Regions from separate parts of the Mus musculus genome. Here region 1 is linked to region 2. Evidence: chromatin contacts called from public HiChIP or PLAC-seq data. All regions are on one chromosome and are shown on one strand. The core of a region is the stretch at or near the end of the contact, and the rest is flanking DNA. Distances in the headings are between cores, read along the strand shown.

Evidence for each region. HiChIP or PLAC-seq counts read pairs in DNA pulled down with a chosen protein or histone mark.
Region 1: a contact with region 2 is called in a FOXA1 HiChIP or PLAC-seq map of pancreatic cancer cells. The contact joins the enhancer-like site here to the promoter of Slc25a33 in region 2. A contact is called at or near these places in 1 of 15 datasets of contacts at CTCF or cohesin (large pre-B cells), 5 of 115 datasets of contacts at active chromatin or transcription factors (bone marrow-derived macrophages, embryonic stem cells, heart atrium and 1 more) and 1 of 9 other capture datasets (adipose tissue).

The regions. Positions count from the first base shown.
Region 1 is chr4:149,819,083-149,823,525 of GRCm38.p6, reverse strand. No RefSeq gene overlaps it. Among named protein-coding and RNA genes, the nearest start is that of Gm42354, 31 kb to the right of the region's middle. Within about 2 kb of position 2,750, at least 109 of the 459 cell types and tissues checked have an H3K27ac peak or open chromatin away from gene starts, as enhancers often do. A contact at or near this core is called in adipose tissue, bone marrow-derived macrophages, heart atrium and 1 more, where this site is marked.
Region 2 is chr4:149,772,043-149,776,523 of GRCm38.p6, reverse strand. Slc25a33 (solute carrier family 25, member 33) reads left to right here and starts at 2,257. Exons shown (of 7, transcript NM_027460.2): 1 at 2,257-2,524. The coding sequence starts at 2,469.

The DNA of each region.
Region 1 (4,443 bases), core at 1,501-4,000, 47 kb before region 2:
GTGTGTGTGTGTGTGAAGTATGTGTATATGCTGTGAGTGGTGTGTCTGTGTGTGTATCTGTATGTGTGTGTGTATGAGTATGTATGTAATGTGTCTGTGTATGCATGTGTATGAGTGTGTGTGAAGTGTGTCTGTGTATGTGTGTTTGTGTGAGGGAGTTTGTGTGTGTGTGAAGTATGTCTGTGTATATGTGTGTGTAGTGTCCATGATGTGTGCATGCATGTTCACATGTAGGTGAACTCCACATAAGGAAAGTGTATGTTGAGACACAAAAGTTGATTATCGGACATTGGAAACCTTCCTCTATCAGGCTCAGTGGAACCTCTGTCTCCTCCACCTTCACCGAGAGCCATTACAGGCCAGCCACTGTGCCCACGCAGCACTTACCTTGACTCTGGTGACTCAAACTCTACTCCCTTTGCTTAGTCAGCAAGTATTTTAATGGCCAAACCATCTCCCCAGCACAGACCTGAAGCATTCCCAAAGCCATACACCCCAACACCATTTATCAGCTGAAGCAGATCCCCCACAGCCAGTGGCTCCATTTGTCCTCCAATCCCTGACCTGGAGGGAGTGAGCAGTGTGGCCGAAGCTGAGAAACACTGTTGGCTTCCACACACTTAGGACAGAGTGGATAATCCGATTCAAAACCAGGCTGTGGTGAGAAGTTAGGGTAATACTTCTTGCCCAGGGGCTCCGGCAACTCCCAAGGGTCGATCACACATTGACCCTCACAAAAATGTGCTGACTAAGCATAGGTTCTGCTGGGGAAATTCACACAATCGCCTAGAGCAGTACACTGAACAGTTTGTTCAGTTTTTGCTTGCATATTATTCTTGACAAAAAAAAAAAATTTTTTTCAAAAAGTCAACAAAGTTTAACCAGCACAGCAACAGTGAAAATGTTAACAATGAAAATGTTAATATTCTGCTGGTGTTCAGAGCATCGTGCCGAAGGACCACATGAAAAAAATAATAAAAAATAAAAAGCCAACCAGTTTCTCTGTCCGAGAAACCGAGGTTTGTTTTTTGGGTCACTGTTTTCCCAGGTGGTGTGGAGGGGGTAGGGCGTGACTCATTTTCTTGGCTCCACCCCTTTGCCCTCATCCCAACCATGTGGCTGGCTGGGGTCCAATGGCTGGGAGGTTTGGGCTGTTGCCTAGGAGATGCTTAAATATTGGCCTCGAGTTATGATGGTAAAATAAATGAGCAGGAGCTTGGGGAGCGCCAGCTCGCCTCGCCAGTGTTCCAGATCCTGGTCAAGGTCTGCGGACCAACTTGGCACAGCTGTAGTGAAGGCTGTAACCCTCTCCTTGGTGGATGGAGGGCAGGCTAGGGTTTCAAGATGCCTGGATGTTTGGGATTCCATGTTGGATGCTACATTTCCTGTCTTAGCGGGCTCTGCTAAAATTCTAGTTCAAGGTCGTAAGTAAAGACCACAAATCCACAGCCTGGGAAAAGTGTTCTCTCTCTCTTTCTCTCTCTCTCTCTCTCTCTCTCTCTCTCTCTCTCTCTCTCTCTCTCTCTCTCTCTCCCTCCCTCCCTCCCTCCCTCCCTCCCTCCCTCCCTCCCTTTCTAAGGAGAGGATATGCATTATGGCTGCCAGCAGACACCTTTACTCCCAGGTAAGAGTAACAAGGCCAGGCTCCCTGGGACCTCGCACGAGTCTCAGAAGCAGAGCACAGAGTGTGAATGAGGGTCCTGGGTCCCCACCTCAGCACTGCCAGCTGACACATCACACTCCAGGGCAGGAGCTGCAGAGACGGCTCAGCAGTGAGGAACACTTGCTGCTCTTGCAGAGGACCACAGTTTGGTTGCCAGGACCCAAGTCAAGTGGCTCACTACCACCTCTAACTCCGGTTCCAGGGGACATAACACCCTCTTCTGGCCTCTGTGGGCACTGGCGTTCGTGCACATACCCACACACATATACAACTTGAAAACAAATCAATCTTCAAAGAAAGAAAGCCAGGCGGTGTTGGCACACACCTTTAATCCTAGCACTTGGGAGGCTGAGGCAGCTGGATCTCTGAGTTTGAGGCTACAGAGCAAGTTTCAGAACAGCCAGGGCTCCATGGAGAAACACTGTCTCAAAAAACTATAAGCTAGAGAGAGAGAGAGAGAGAGAAAGAGAGAGAGAGAGAAGGAGGAAGGAAGGAAGGAAGGAAGGAAGGAAGGAAGGAAGGAAGGAAGAAAGAAAGAAAGAAAGAAAGAAAGAAAGAAAGAAAGAAAGAAAGAAAGAAAAACAGATTTTAAAACTCAAAAATCTAGAGACTGACTCCAGCCCCTCCTAGACCCAGGGCAGAGTGAGGATCCTGGCCCAGGGTTTACAGCAGACTCGGTCTCAAAATAAATTCTTAGTTTCAGACTGCTCCTATTCCAGGATGCCCTTTGGTTCAGAGATGTAGAGCCTCTGGGCCTCAGTTTCCCCATCTGTAAACCATCATTTTTTACAGGCAAGAGGCAGGAGGGACTGAGTCTTGCAAAGCTGATCCCAGAGTGCTTGCTCTTTGCAGCTGCAGCAGCTGCGTAGCTTGTATTCCAGAGTTTATGATCCCATTGCCCTCTGGGAAGTGGAAACCATTCACCTCGCCCCAAAAGCATCTAACGTCTTGGCCCAAATGTCTGCTTGTCCTGCTTGTTGGCCCGAGTGTGCAGGGGAGGGGTGGAGACAGCTCCCTCTGGGCAATGCTGAAGCACTGGGCGGTACTGGGAGGCTTGCTGAGTGTTTGACAACCAGCATGAGGTCACTGCCCGCCTCCCTCTGGGGTGTGATGTGTCAGCGATGGCCATTGGCCTACATGCCATGACTCAGGGTGGTAAGCATTCCTCCTGAAAGCCTCAACCCAACCCTGCTGCTGCCTTCCCCAGCTGCAGACTCTGCCCTCTCCCTCTGGCTCTGTCCTTCCAGGGCTCCAGCCAGGAATGCTAGGCAAAACACTATGTCAGCTTGAGTGACTACCCTTGGAGACCCAGGGTGTTCCTTGTGCTACCTGGGTCCCCTGCAGGGTCACAGGCTGTTCCCTGAAAGCTCACATAGATGCCTTGATGTTGCCCACAGTGTCCTCAGGAATGGTGGCACAGGCGATTCTGGATTTTAATGAGCATCTACTGCGTGCTCTAAGGCAAATGCTTGAGAGACAGCAATCTCCCTCTCAGGAATGCTGCCACCAATCACAAATTACCATAAACTGGGTGTCTGAAAACAACAGAAAAGTATCACTTCCCATCAAGCCAGAAGGAAAGAATCGAGGCATCAGCAGGTCTGTGTTCTTTGCGACACGCGACACTGCGGGGTTGGGAGGAAGCTATTCTGGCCTCTCCAGCCTGTGGAAGAACAATTTCCTCAGCTATATTCTCCAATCTCTGGTCTCAACTGGCCTCCTCTTCTCTCTTAGCCTCTGGGTCCAATCCTCTTCATAGGAAGACATCAGGGATGGGATGTAGAGGTCACGCAAATCCAAGATGACTGCATCCGAAGCTCTCTAGTCACATCTGCAAAAGCCCTACTCCTGAAACAGGTCATTGTCATAGACAATCTTGTGTCTTCCCTCAATATCAAAATGTATAAATAAACAAGCCAGCCACAATTTGCCAGGTGATCCCAGTCTCACTTGGTAGCTGGCTGGCAATCGCAGGTTGTCTGATTCTAATCGTAATTACTAAACTCTCAGACCACCTATCACAATATAGTCGGGATGTCTAAGAGAGGGTTAAAGAGGCAGCGTAGGTCAGACAGGCAGTGCTGAGTTGGAAGCAGAGCCAAATGCAAGCTGAACAGGTCTGGGGGCGGCGGGGGTGGGGGTGGGGGTGGGGGACAGGGGACGGTGGGATCTGCAGGGGACTGGAAGGCTCGGAGCCATCAAACACAGGGTCAGCTTGAAGAGGGCTGAGTGCTACAGGCAGGAAGCTGCATTTGAGCAGGAGACCAGGCTGCAGGCAGGAGGCCTTTGCTGCAGTAACTTTCATGGACCAGTGACTCTAGCACGCATGCACATTTGTCTCACCTCCCTCTCCCCCCCCCCAACCCCTTCTCTTATAATCCTGGCTGAGGGCTTCCATCTAGCAGGAGTGAAAAACACCTGTGGCTGTGGTTTCTAATCTGCTTAGGTGCAGCCTTGGGTGTTAGTATTTACTGGAATTACCAATCTGAGCTTCCTGGGGCTGGTGCCAGAAGCCGATGGCAGCTTACTGCTTTACAGTGCGGAGTAGGCCAGGCATGGTGGTGGTAGTGTATCCCTTTAACCCCAGCACTTGGGAGGCAGAGGCAGGTGGATTTCTCTAAGTTTGAGGCCAGCCTGGTCTACAAAGGCAGTTCTAGGACAGCCAGGGCTACACAGGGGAAACCTGTCTCAGAAAAGAAAGAAAGAGAGAGAGGGAGGGAGGGAGGGAGGGAGGGAGGGAAGTAGAGAGAGAGAGAGAGAGAGAGAGAGAGAGAGAGAGA
Region 2 (4,481 bases), core at 1,008-3,507:
AAGACTTAAAAATCTATGTCAGCTAAAGTAAGCTCTCATTTCCTAAGCAACGAAAGCGAAGGATTTGGTAGATACAAGAAAGATGAAGAATCTCACCTTTTCCTTTCCTTTGTCCAATATTAGAGTGTAGCTGGTATGGATCCTCCCACATGGAGAGCTCCGCTCTACCACTGAACTCTATGCCCAGATTTGGATCGCTGCTATGCCCAGCTCTGCCTGGCAGCAATGGCTTTACTATAGAGCAATCACTGTGTTTGCAGGTGACTGAGCCTAGCAGTTGTTTCTAAGCAATGCCCACTATCAAATACAGATCTGCCGTGTTTGCTCACAGCTCGCCTCCTACTCCAGTTTCCCTCTGTGTACACACAGGACGTCTGGCAGCTCAGCCGGTTAAAGGCGGTGCTTCTCATCAGATGTGGGAGACGGAAGACAATGGGTTGGTGTGTTCTGCATCCGAATACTCTGGAAGGTAAAGGAGCAAAGGAGTGGCCTGTGGGGACAGCTTCCTCTCAGCTGCAGAGTTGGTGGGACACACACAGACCTGGAGTCCCTAGCAGGGGAGGGGGAAGGAAGGAAGGAAAGGATGAGTTCCAAGACTTGTCAGAGCTAGAAGTGTCAGAAGCAGAAGAAGGGAGAAAGTAAGAAAGAGGGAAGAGAGGGAGGGAGGGAGGGAGGGAGGGGAAGGGAGAGAGTATGAGTCAGTTTAGAAGCTGACATTAATGGCCTTGGTGCCTGTGCAGAATATAGAGTCACTACCAGGGCAGGGAACAGAAGAGACTGAGCAGGCTTGGGGGAGGAGTAGAATGATCAGTTCAATCTAGGACATTTGTTTATTAGTTCCCTGGGCAGTACTAGGTGGCAGGTACCGTGACAGGAACAATCTGTTAAGAACAACCATGAAGTGTAAAAACAAGGCCCCCCACTCCCATGGAGCTTGCATTCCAGAATGGGACAAACAGTTTGAATAAAACAGAGTGAGTACACGAGCCCACATGGAGTCACCGAAGCCATGTGATCAGGGTGCTGCCAGGGCAACCAGGCAAAGCCCAGCCAAGAGCCAGACCTGGAGGTAAGAAGATGCCAGGCTCACTGTGGCAGTGGTCCAGGATATTTAAGGGGAGGAGCGATCTGGGTCGCTCAAGTCCGAGCATCAGCGCACACAGTACAAAATTCACACTGCAAAATACATACCAAATATAATGCTATTTATAGAAAGATCAAGAACACACAAAACACTAAGGGTAGGCTAGAGGAGGGCAGGCTGTTTAGGTGACGTGTTTTTTTTTTTTTTTTCCTATTTAAGCTCAGAGCTGTGAGATGTAATATGTAATCACCATACATGTTTATACATGGAAATATTACAGAATGAAATTCTTAAAAAGATCGGGAGCTCAGGGTAAATGTACTTGCAGCCAAATCCGACAACTTGAGTCCAATTCCTGGGACCCGTGAGGCATGGTGGCTCATGCCTTCAATCACAGCACTCAGGAGGCAGAAGCAGGTAGATCTGTGAGTTTGAGGCCAGTTTGGTCTACACAGTAAGTTCCAGAACACCTAGAACTACACAGAGAAACCCTGTCTCAAAAAACAAGTCAATTCCTGGGACCTGCATGATGAATAGGCAAAACTGACTCCTGCAAGCTGTGCTCTGGTCTTCACCATTAGACAGTGGCATGTGTGAACCCATGACATCCCTTAAAAACACACAATAAAAACCACAAAAAACAGCTGGGTAATCTCAGCACTGGAGAGGCAGAGGCAAAAGGATCAATGTGACTTCGAGGTTATCTTGGTCTACATAGAAAGTTCCAAGGTGCTGGGTAGTGGTGGCGCACGCCTTTAGGCCCAGCACTTGGGAGGCAGAGGCAGGCGGATAAAATGTGAATTTGAGGCCAAGCTTGGTCTACATGGCAAGTTCCAGGCAGTCCAGGACTGCAATGTAAGACTGTCTTAAAAAAAAACAAATCACACACACATAAACATAATTTTAAAAAGAAGAAAAAGAAGAAGAGGTTTGGAGCATAGGGCATGGTTACACACTCAGTTTCCAGCCTCTGAGAAGGACCAAGCAGCTTTGACCAGTTTGCTGGTCATCCTCTTATTATCCTGAGCAGCCCTTCGGGGCCTGATCCCGCCCCGCGTTGCACGACCGCCACGCCCACATCCACCTGCCGTCCAATAGGCGTACGGGATCCGGGCCCACACCTCCGCCGCGCCGCGCCCCGCGACGTCACGGCCCGGCCTCCGCCACGTGACGGCCGCGCGCTAGGCTCTCTGCCTAGCGGCTGGAAAGCGCCGCAGAGGCCGCTGACTGGCCGGGCGCGACGCCGCGGAGGGAGCCGGGCGCCTGGGCCTCCCGCGCGCATGGGCGCGTCGGCGGCTGCCTGAGGAAGGCAGCGAAGCCAGCGGAGCTCAAGACCTCGCGCGTCCCACGAGCGGCTGCGGCGGGCCGCGGAGCCGGCGCGGCCATGGCGACGGGCACTCAGCAGAAAGAGAACACGCTGCTTCATCTCTTCGCCGGCGGGTGAGTCTGGGGCCCGAGCTGCTCTCGCCTCAGCCCCGGCCTTCTCCCCCTGCGTGCCGTGGCCTTGGGAATCCGCGTTTCCCGTCCGTCGCGGACTGGGGTGAAGCCAGGACGGGCAGCCCAGGAGGGTCGTGGCTTCGGCGTCCCCACCGCGGGGTCAGCCGGCACGGCGGCTTTCCACCCGGCGCGTCCGCGGTCCCATCCCCCACCCACCGGCCGCCTCTCGCCGTATTCTCCTTTTGAACAATTCCTGGCTGGTGTGACTGTCACCAGGGGCGATCGCGCCGAGCCCCTGTGGCTCCGGCCTCCTGGCGTTTTCCTGATCACGCTGCGGTCACTCACCGCTGCAGAGGTGCGGATGCTGGAGGTCCCGGGGCAGCTAGCCCAGGAGGTACTGCGCTGGGTCAGAGCTGCGGGCAGGTGTCGCAGGGCAGCCCGTGGCCTGCCCTGCGGAGTATGGGGGGTTGGGGGGGAACGGATGCTGGTCTGCACCACGTGGGACGGTAAATGGGGACCTCGGAAGGTTGGTCAGTGCTAATCGATCCTAAAGCACCTTTCAGTGATTTTCAGTGGAGGAACACATCATGATAGGAGGATACAACTAGGAGCTGAATTAACCCCCTAAAAAAACGAAAGTTTGGGGTTTTCTTTTTTAAATAGTATTTTTCTTTTCCTTTTGTCATAGCTGCTAGTGGCTTGGGACCCTTTTGGTGCTGGTTTTTCAAACTATCTATGGAGCTGTGTCCCCAGCCCTGGGGTCATGAAGAGCTCTTTGAGATTTAGCCCAGCTATTTAAGTTTTACATAACATGCAGCGTTTTTCCTGTGTTATCATCTTCACTTGAGAACTATAACTGGACCTAAACAGTTCCATATACTAGAAAGTAATGGTTAATGAAAGGGTTATCCAGAAAATAACGGTGATGAAAGGGTTTCTGGTGCCTTGGTCCTTTTACCTGGCAGGCTGGCAGTACCTTTCACCCGTCAGATAGCTTTAATGGTTGTGCCTAGGCAGGAGGAATTTCTTGTTCATCCATTTCTGTCAGGCCTTCATTCCTCCTATCCATGTCTTCATTGGTATTAACCTTTGAGAGTAAGCCTTAGAAGGCACCCTCACTTTATATAAATGTGTCATCCCAGGGAACTTAAAGTCTGTTAGGCATATTTTTAAAGCCAAGAGAAATAAGTTTATACTCAATGGGTTGTTTTGTTTGTTTGTTATACTTTTTCTTTTCTTTTCTTTTTTAACTGAGTGGTCTCTTATGTTGTATGTCTGCCTGCTCTTAACTGGGGGAGTTTCAGAGTGGCCTGTGTTGAGGCTCACTACTATAGTTGATGACCCTGTCTGGATGGATTTCCCTGCACACCCTTCACAGTGCCCTCTGGCTGCCAATTCCAGCCTCTTACGTGCTGATAGAGAATACTGCAATGGGCAGTGAGGCTTGCGGGACTCATTAAGAGGCAGGGAGTTTATTAGTGCTGTGCCTGAAGCAGTGGTGTTTAACAAGTTCTGGTTCCTTCATTAGCCATTTAAGATCTCTGTGCTTGCAGATGAGAAAAGAAATGAACCCTCAAAAAGCTGCTTTCAGAGCTCTAATTGGATTTTAGCCTAAAACACCTTTTAAGGTAGAGCATGAAAGGAGTCAGTATAAAGAGGGCACAGACTATAGTTAAAAGTTGTCAGCCCAGGGGTCTGGTAAGCCCTTTCCTCTGTTGTTAGCTGGCATCTCTCCAGAGAGCTAAGTTCAATGCCTTTGAGAAGTCTGAGATCTTGCTTTTAAAATCTGTTGGTTTCCCTTGTTTGTTGAATAATCATTGAAGGCTATGTTCCCAAACAGATTTAACGATATCCCTGATTATAATAATATAAACAAGTTTTGTTTTTTGGAGACAAGGTCTAGAACTCACAGAGATCTTCTGTCTCTGCTTCTACCTCCCAAGTACCACGATTAAAGATA